2 separate regions of the Arachis hypogaea genome follow, and region 2 is linked to region 1. A link is a contact called in public Hi-C data. All regions are on one chromosome and are shown on one strand. The core of a region is the stretch at or near the end of the contact, and the rest is flanking DNA. Distances in the headings are between cores, read along the strand shown. Region 1 overlaps LOC112729337 (a long non-coding RNA gene). Region 2 has its middle 14 kb from the start of LOC112727751.

What was found. A called contact is a pair of places that touch in the nucleus more often than the background predicts.
Region 2: a contact with region 1 is called in a Hi-C map of leaf, with 2.1 times the contacts expected there. The contact joins two enhancer-like sites. A contact is called at or near these places in 2 of 8 Hi-C or Micro-C datasets (leaf and an unstated tissue).

The regions. Positions count from the first base shown.
Region 1 is chr12:94,813,830-94,816,904 of arahy.Tifrunner.gnm2.J5K5, reverse strand. It overlaps LOC112729337 (a long non-coding RNA gene), which reads left to right. Exons shown (of 4, transcript XR_011869173.1): 4 at 1-67. Among protein-coding and RNA genes, the nearest start is that of LOC112729337, 3.3 kb to the left of the region's middle. Within about 2 kb of position 1,309, at least 3 of the 3 cell types and tissues checked have open chromatin away from gene starts, as enhancers often do.
Region 2 is chr12:94,912,484-94,915,446 of arahy.Tifrunner.gnm2.J5K5, reverse strand. It overlaps the pseudogene LOC112727750. Among protein-coding and RNA genes, the nearest start is that of LOC112727751, 14 kb to the left of the region's middle. Within about 2 kb of position 1,611, at least 3 of the 3 cell types and tissues checked have open chromatin away from gene starts, as enhancers often do.

The DNA of each region.
Region 1 (3,075 bases), core at 60-2,559:
GCATGTCATGTGATCAAACACACTTTTTGGTGACAAGTTTATGAAGGTTGGATTAGTTGATTTAAAATTACTGGTCATTGTCTAAATTTTAAAATTATCTATGAATTTTGTAAGGTTTTATTACGAAGATTAAAAAAGAATAATAGGTTACTAAACAAACTTATAGCCACACTTTAAAAGAGTGATCATATTGTATAGTAGTCAACAACAGTCACATTTTAAAAGCGTAGCCATATCTGGCACATACGGCCATACTTTTAAGCGTGACAATCTATAAAAATATGGCAAAAAATAAAGCGTGAGAATAGGTCACCAAAAACGTGGCGATAGAGCAACCAGCACACTTGCAGATATGACCTTTTCAAAAGCATGCCGGTAGCTCAAAAAGCGTGGCAAAAAATTATTGCTACGTTTTTTCTAATTTTTCGCCATACTTTAAAAGCGTAGAAAAATTGATTTTTTCTTATAGTATGGTGTCCCAAGTTCAATTTAGGGGACTACGATAATGAAATTAGAATTTGAAAGAGCAAATTGGATAAAATTCATGAATCTCAAAAACTACTATAAGAGATTAAAAGTCATTTTCCTCCTATATGACTTGTCTATAATATTACTTTTCATTTTTCATTCTTTTAGTTTTCCTAGTAGTGATAAAAAGAATATTATAATAATAATTTAAAAATAACATATAATAGAATAGTGACAACATTATTAATTAGGAAGTGGATGTCACTCCTAAGTCTTAAACATTATTAATTTAGAGTGGCAATGAATAGAATAAAGTTTAAACTCCATCTTAATTCTATTTATAGATTTAAACACCTTAATTCGAATCTGTTATACACTTTAAACATCTCAATTTGACCTTACTATACTCAACTTGCATAAAATATTATTTATATATTATTAATAAATTGAATTATTAATTTAATGACATTATATATATATATATATATATATATATATATATATATATATATATATCAATTATCAAGAGAGCAAGATGTTGAATAAAATTGATCCGTAACCCGAACTTGATCCAACCCGTTACAGATTGAGTAGTCAACCCGTTTCGTCTGAATTGGGTAACCACAAATGCGGGTGCGACCAAATAAAAAAAAAAGATGGTCAAACTTAGAATTCTGCTTCCTTCTCTCTTTTGTTGTTTTTTTTTTTTTTATACATTTCAGTAACATCCTTAATATTAGTTTATTAACGACGGAGATTGGAGAATGTCTTGCAGAGATGGACCGCCCCCCCTCCTTTTATTTTTTAGGGTCATGAATTAGCCAATTAGGTAAGATAAAAGTTGGACTCAACATTGAAGACCCAATAATAACTATAATGGAAAGCCCAAATACAACCCAATAACTCCTAAGTAGCCCAAAATCAAAAGGTTAAGCACTACTTAAAAATGACAGGGTCCAAGACCAAAAAAACCATGAGGGTCAAGGACCAAAGCAATAAAAAGATACACATGACGGAGTCATTTCACCAAAAATAAAACAGGACAGGGTCATGGCAAAAGAGACCCAAAAACCGAAAAATAAACCACGTTATTCGGACCGAAGAAAATATACACATCACAACCCAAAAGCAGTAGGAAATACCGGATTAACCCATGCAGCGGAATATAGAAACCTATATAATTGTATGTGTGTGTAATAAGGATGGGTGTCTGAACAAAAAAAAAAAAAGATGAGTGTGTGAATTTGTGAAGTAATATCTAGGATTGAAATTGTCTCATTTATTTTAACGAAAAACTGAAAAATAACAATATAAAAGAAAGAACCAACTTAGATTGGTGTAAAAATTAACTTATTAGTCTATCAAAACGAGTGTTGAGAATTTAAATCACATTTTATATATATAACAATTCATTAGTTAGTGATAACTTCTTAAATGAAATTTTGATCTATAATAAATTAATTCTTGGTCTATTAAATTAAAAAATACTATTAAAAAAAAACAATAAAAGAATAAGAAGGTGCTACTCCCTGCACTATTCAATTTGTGATGTAGAGAGAAAGTAGACATAAATAATTTCGATAAGTAGAGACATTTAGAAATATAATCAGTTCAGGAGCAAAATAGTTATGTACCATGTGATTTATTGTTTGACCTTTTGTGATATATAAAAATATATATAACAAGGGACAAAAAAAAATCAAATTTTCTTTTAATTTTCTTATTCTAATTTTCTGTTTCATCGGTTAGAAAAATCCCAAGCAATCCAATGAATCCATGATATGATTCACTTCATTATTTTTTACTTTCCTCTTCAGCTCTTCTATTCTATTAGCCGCGTTTGTTTACAGTGATAGGACACTAAGACGTAGACACAGAGACATAAAATTATGTTTGATAGAGGAGATATGGACAAAGACAGACAGTGTGTCTAGAGACACTGAATTAGTGTATTTTGTGTCCATCCTGATAAGAAAAACACGAAAACACTAACAAATGACACAACTTATTTTTCATTCTTTTTTCATTATTTTTGTTAATTTTTCATAATTATATTTTTTTATTATTATATTTTTCATCTCAATTTTTTTGAATGAAAAAAAATGAGAATAAATTAAATTTTTATAATTTATTCTAATTTATCATCAAACAAAATACAAAAATACAAAATTTTGTGTTTCTATCCATCAATGTCCCTGTTTTCAGTGTCTCTAGAGATTAATAGAGTTTATTTATAATATATATTACCATTAAACTGATATATACTAAATTTTTTTCATAGTTATAATTAACGTATATTCATTAATAAAATATTCTCATAAAAAATATAGTATTAGATTTTTTTTTAATTTATAACTATCATGATAATTAATAAAATATTTATTATATTTTTATTCCAAGCGCTTAGCCTTTTGGGCTGCTAATTGAATGAGTTTTTGGTATAAATTAAATAATTATAAAATTAACAATTATTAATTAATAAAAAATTCATTAATTTTCGATAACGAGTTTGACTCCTTTAATTATAATGGCAAAATTAAAAAAAAGCACCATAGCCAAAAATATTAAATGAATGAAGAAATAAATTTTATAAATTATTTGCTATTT
Region 2 (2,963 bases), core at 362-2,861, 98 kb before region 1:
CATCTACCTATGATATATACTAATCATATAACTTTCAATATAATTACCCATATCCACCAGTTGAAGCACAAACAAGAGCCCCAGTATCCAAAAGGGCGTGGAGACACTCAGGCCGCCTTTGACGAGCAGCAAGGTGCAGCGGGGTGGCACCATTTCCATCTCTTATATTCACGAATCTGGCGAATCCCCTGACAATGCAACATTTGAGCAATTCTAAATTTAGTGACATTCATGTTTGTCTTATTTTGCACCCGAATTTGAGGGATATGAAACGGAGAGTGAGAGAGAAGTGAATCTAACCATGAATCAGCAACAGGTGTGGAATGAGCAGCAGAAAGAATAGCCTTAAGGCAATCTGCATGACCGTAATAAGCAGCATAGTGCAAGCATGTTCGTCGTCGCGAAGAGTCAAACATCAATATCTGAAACGATACACACAATTAATACCATTCATCCAATTGTGTAATCTATCCTATGATAAAAAAGATCACCACCACTCCAAGGGATTTCGTATTAACTTATTTAGTCCCAATCTCTCCTTTTCTTCTCTTTTCTCTCAAAATTCTCAACAAAGATCTTTCGCCTGAAAAATTAATTCGTTTTAATATAAACTAATCCAAACATAGACTATATTTCAATTTTTTTTTCTTTAAAAAAAAAAACTAATAAAGTAATAAAGCATAACATACATTAGCTCCAGCTTGAATAAGCTTTTCTACACAACCAGTCCTTCCATTCATCGCAGCCAACATTAATGGAGTCTACAAGCAAAACGCAACAAAAAAGAATCAGAATCAAAATAAAATCTTCGAAATTTCAACATTCATAAAAAGATTCCAACTAGAAAATCATCATAAACCATCAATCCTGAACTCTATGACTTAAACACCGCATTGAGCTTACTTTATTTGATCCCTGACTGGGATATTCAAAGTTTTTTGACCAAGACTAGAATTGACTCCTCCACACTTAGTTAAAGGAGGACGAGAAACCTTATTTGTTTACTCAATGTGAGGATCATAAAAAAAATTAAATTAAAAAATAACTTATAATTTACAAACCTGTTTATAGCGGTTCAAGATGTCTGCTTTAACATCTCGCTCCAGCAACATAGAAAGAACCTAAATCAAAATTAAAAATAAAGTTAAGTAACAAACAAATAAATGAGAACCAATGAACAAAACAAAAGACAAGAAAATAAAAAGAAAAATGAACCTGGATTCTCCCATTGGCAGCAGCTACATGAAGAAGTGACAACTTTGCACGGCCATTGGAGTGTTCTAAGAGAGAAGGGTGTTCCTTCAACATAGCTTCAACAATCTCCAACTCACCATCGGCAACTGCACCAAACAGTGCAGCAACACTACCCTTCTCATGGCTGTTGTGGTGATGATTGGTGCAGCTATGGCTTTGACCCATTTTCCCCCACTCTCTCTCTCTTTACCTCTCCTCGATCTCCGGAACTTGATGATCAGCTCTTTGTAAACTAGCAGAGAGGTGATCCCGAAGTTCCACCACACGCCGCCGTGCACGGTGGTGGTGGGGGATGGTAGTTGAGTTTGGTGGGAAGAGGGAAGGTGTAGATTTGATGAATGAGTGAGTAGTAATATTGTGAGTTGCCTCGTGGTTTGGACTTTGGACCAGCCCGCCGCGGTTTCGGGCAGCCTGACCGAACTCTGCATCAAACACTTTATTATTTGTTAATCTCCGTTCATACTTCCCACTTGACCCTCCACTATTTTTAACTTCTTTTTCTTTCTTTTAATTAAATAATAAATACAATACTTTTATATGGTAAAATTATATCAAATAAAATAATTTTTTTTTTAAATTTAAGAGTGAGATTCGAATCAGCAATTTATAAGTGAGTATGAAAAAATTATGTCATTTAAGTTATAACTCGATGGCATAAAAATTATTTCTTTTGGTAAGAAAAAAAGCTACCAAAACGTTTTATCATGTATAATATATATTTTTTATAAATTTATCAAAAATTGTCATTTTTTACTTAATTCTATTTTTTATTAAAAAATTTCTTATTTTATATACGCTGCTTAATAAGTTATAATTTCCTACTATTCTAATTTAAAATGTCACCATCGAATTAATTTTTTGTATATCTTGGTATTTATGAAAATGTTAATTTCTATCATCTTAATAAATTTATTTTTTTTAATTTGCTTTTATATATTTTTTTGGTGACTAATTTGCTTTTATATATAAAAACAAATTGCTTTTATATAACTGTCATGAATGAATAAAAATATAAAAATTAGAAAAAATATATATGAAAAATGAATATATTATATTTAATTATATGTTAAGAATTATATTTTTTATAAAATGAATAATTAAATCAAATATTGATAAAATTGTAAAACACACGGAATAAACTCTAATATATTGAAAACTCCAAATATTTAACTCTTTAATAAAAATATCTTAGCATCTATGATGCTTAATTTTAGTTTAATTTTATTTTAGATCTTATAAAATATCATATAAATATTTATAAAATTATATATTATAAAAATTGATTTAAAATTTAATATAAGATTTATTACTCCAATGTTGGGTCTCATTTTAATTTAAATTTTAATTTAAATTATATCATAAAATTATTTTTAATTATTTTAAATAATTTTAATTAAATTGTAAAAATTACAAAAATAATAATTATATACCATAAAAATATTACACACTAATAAAAATAAATTTTAAAATAACCTAATTAAACATAACATCGTTAAAAAAACCACATGACATATTTAAAACATTACATAAATAACATAATAAGGGTTAAGTACGATTTTAGTCCCTAAGATATGGGTTGAAAATTTTTTTCGTCTCTAACTTTTTTTTGCTTACAAAAACATTCCTAAGGTTTAACCTAGTTTAAAATCGTCCTTCGAACCAAAATATCATTCCCCTTCTTCCCCAAAATCCTCATTTTCTATTCCTCT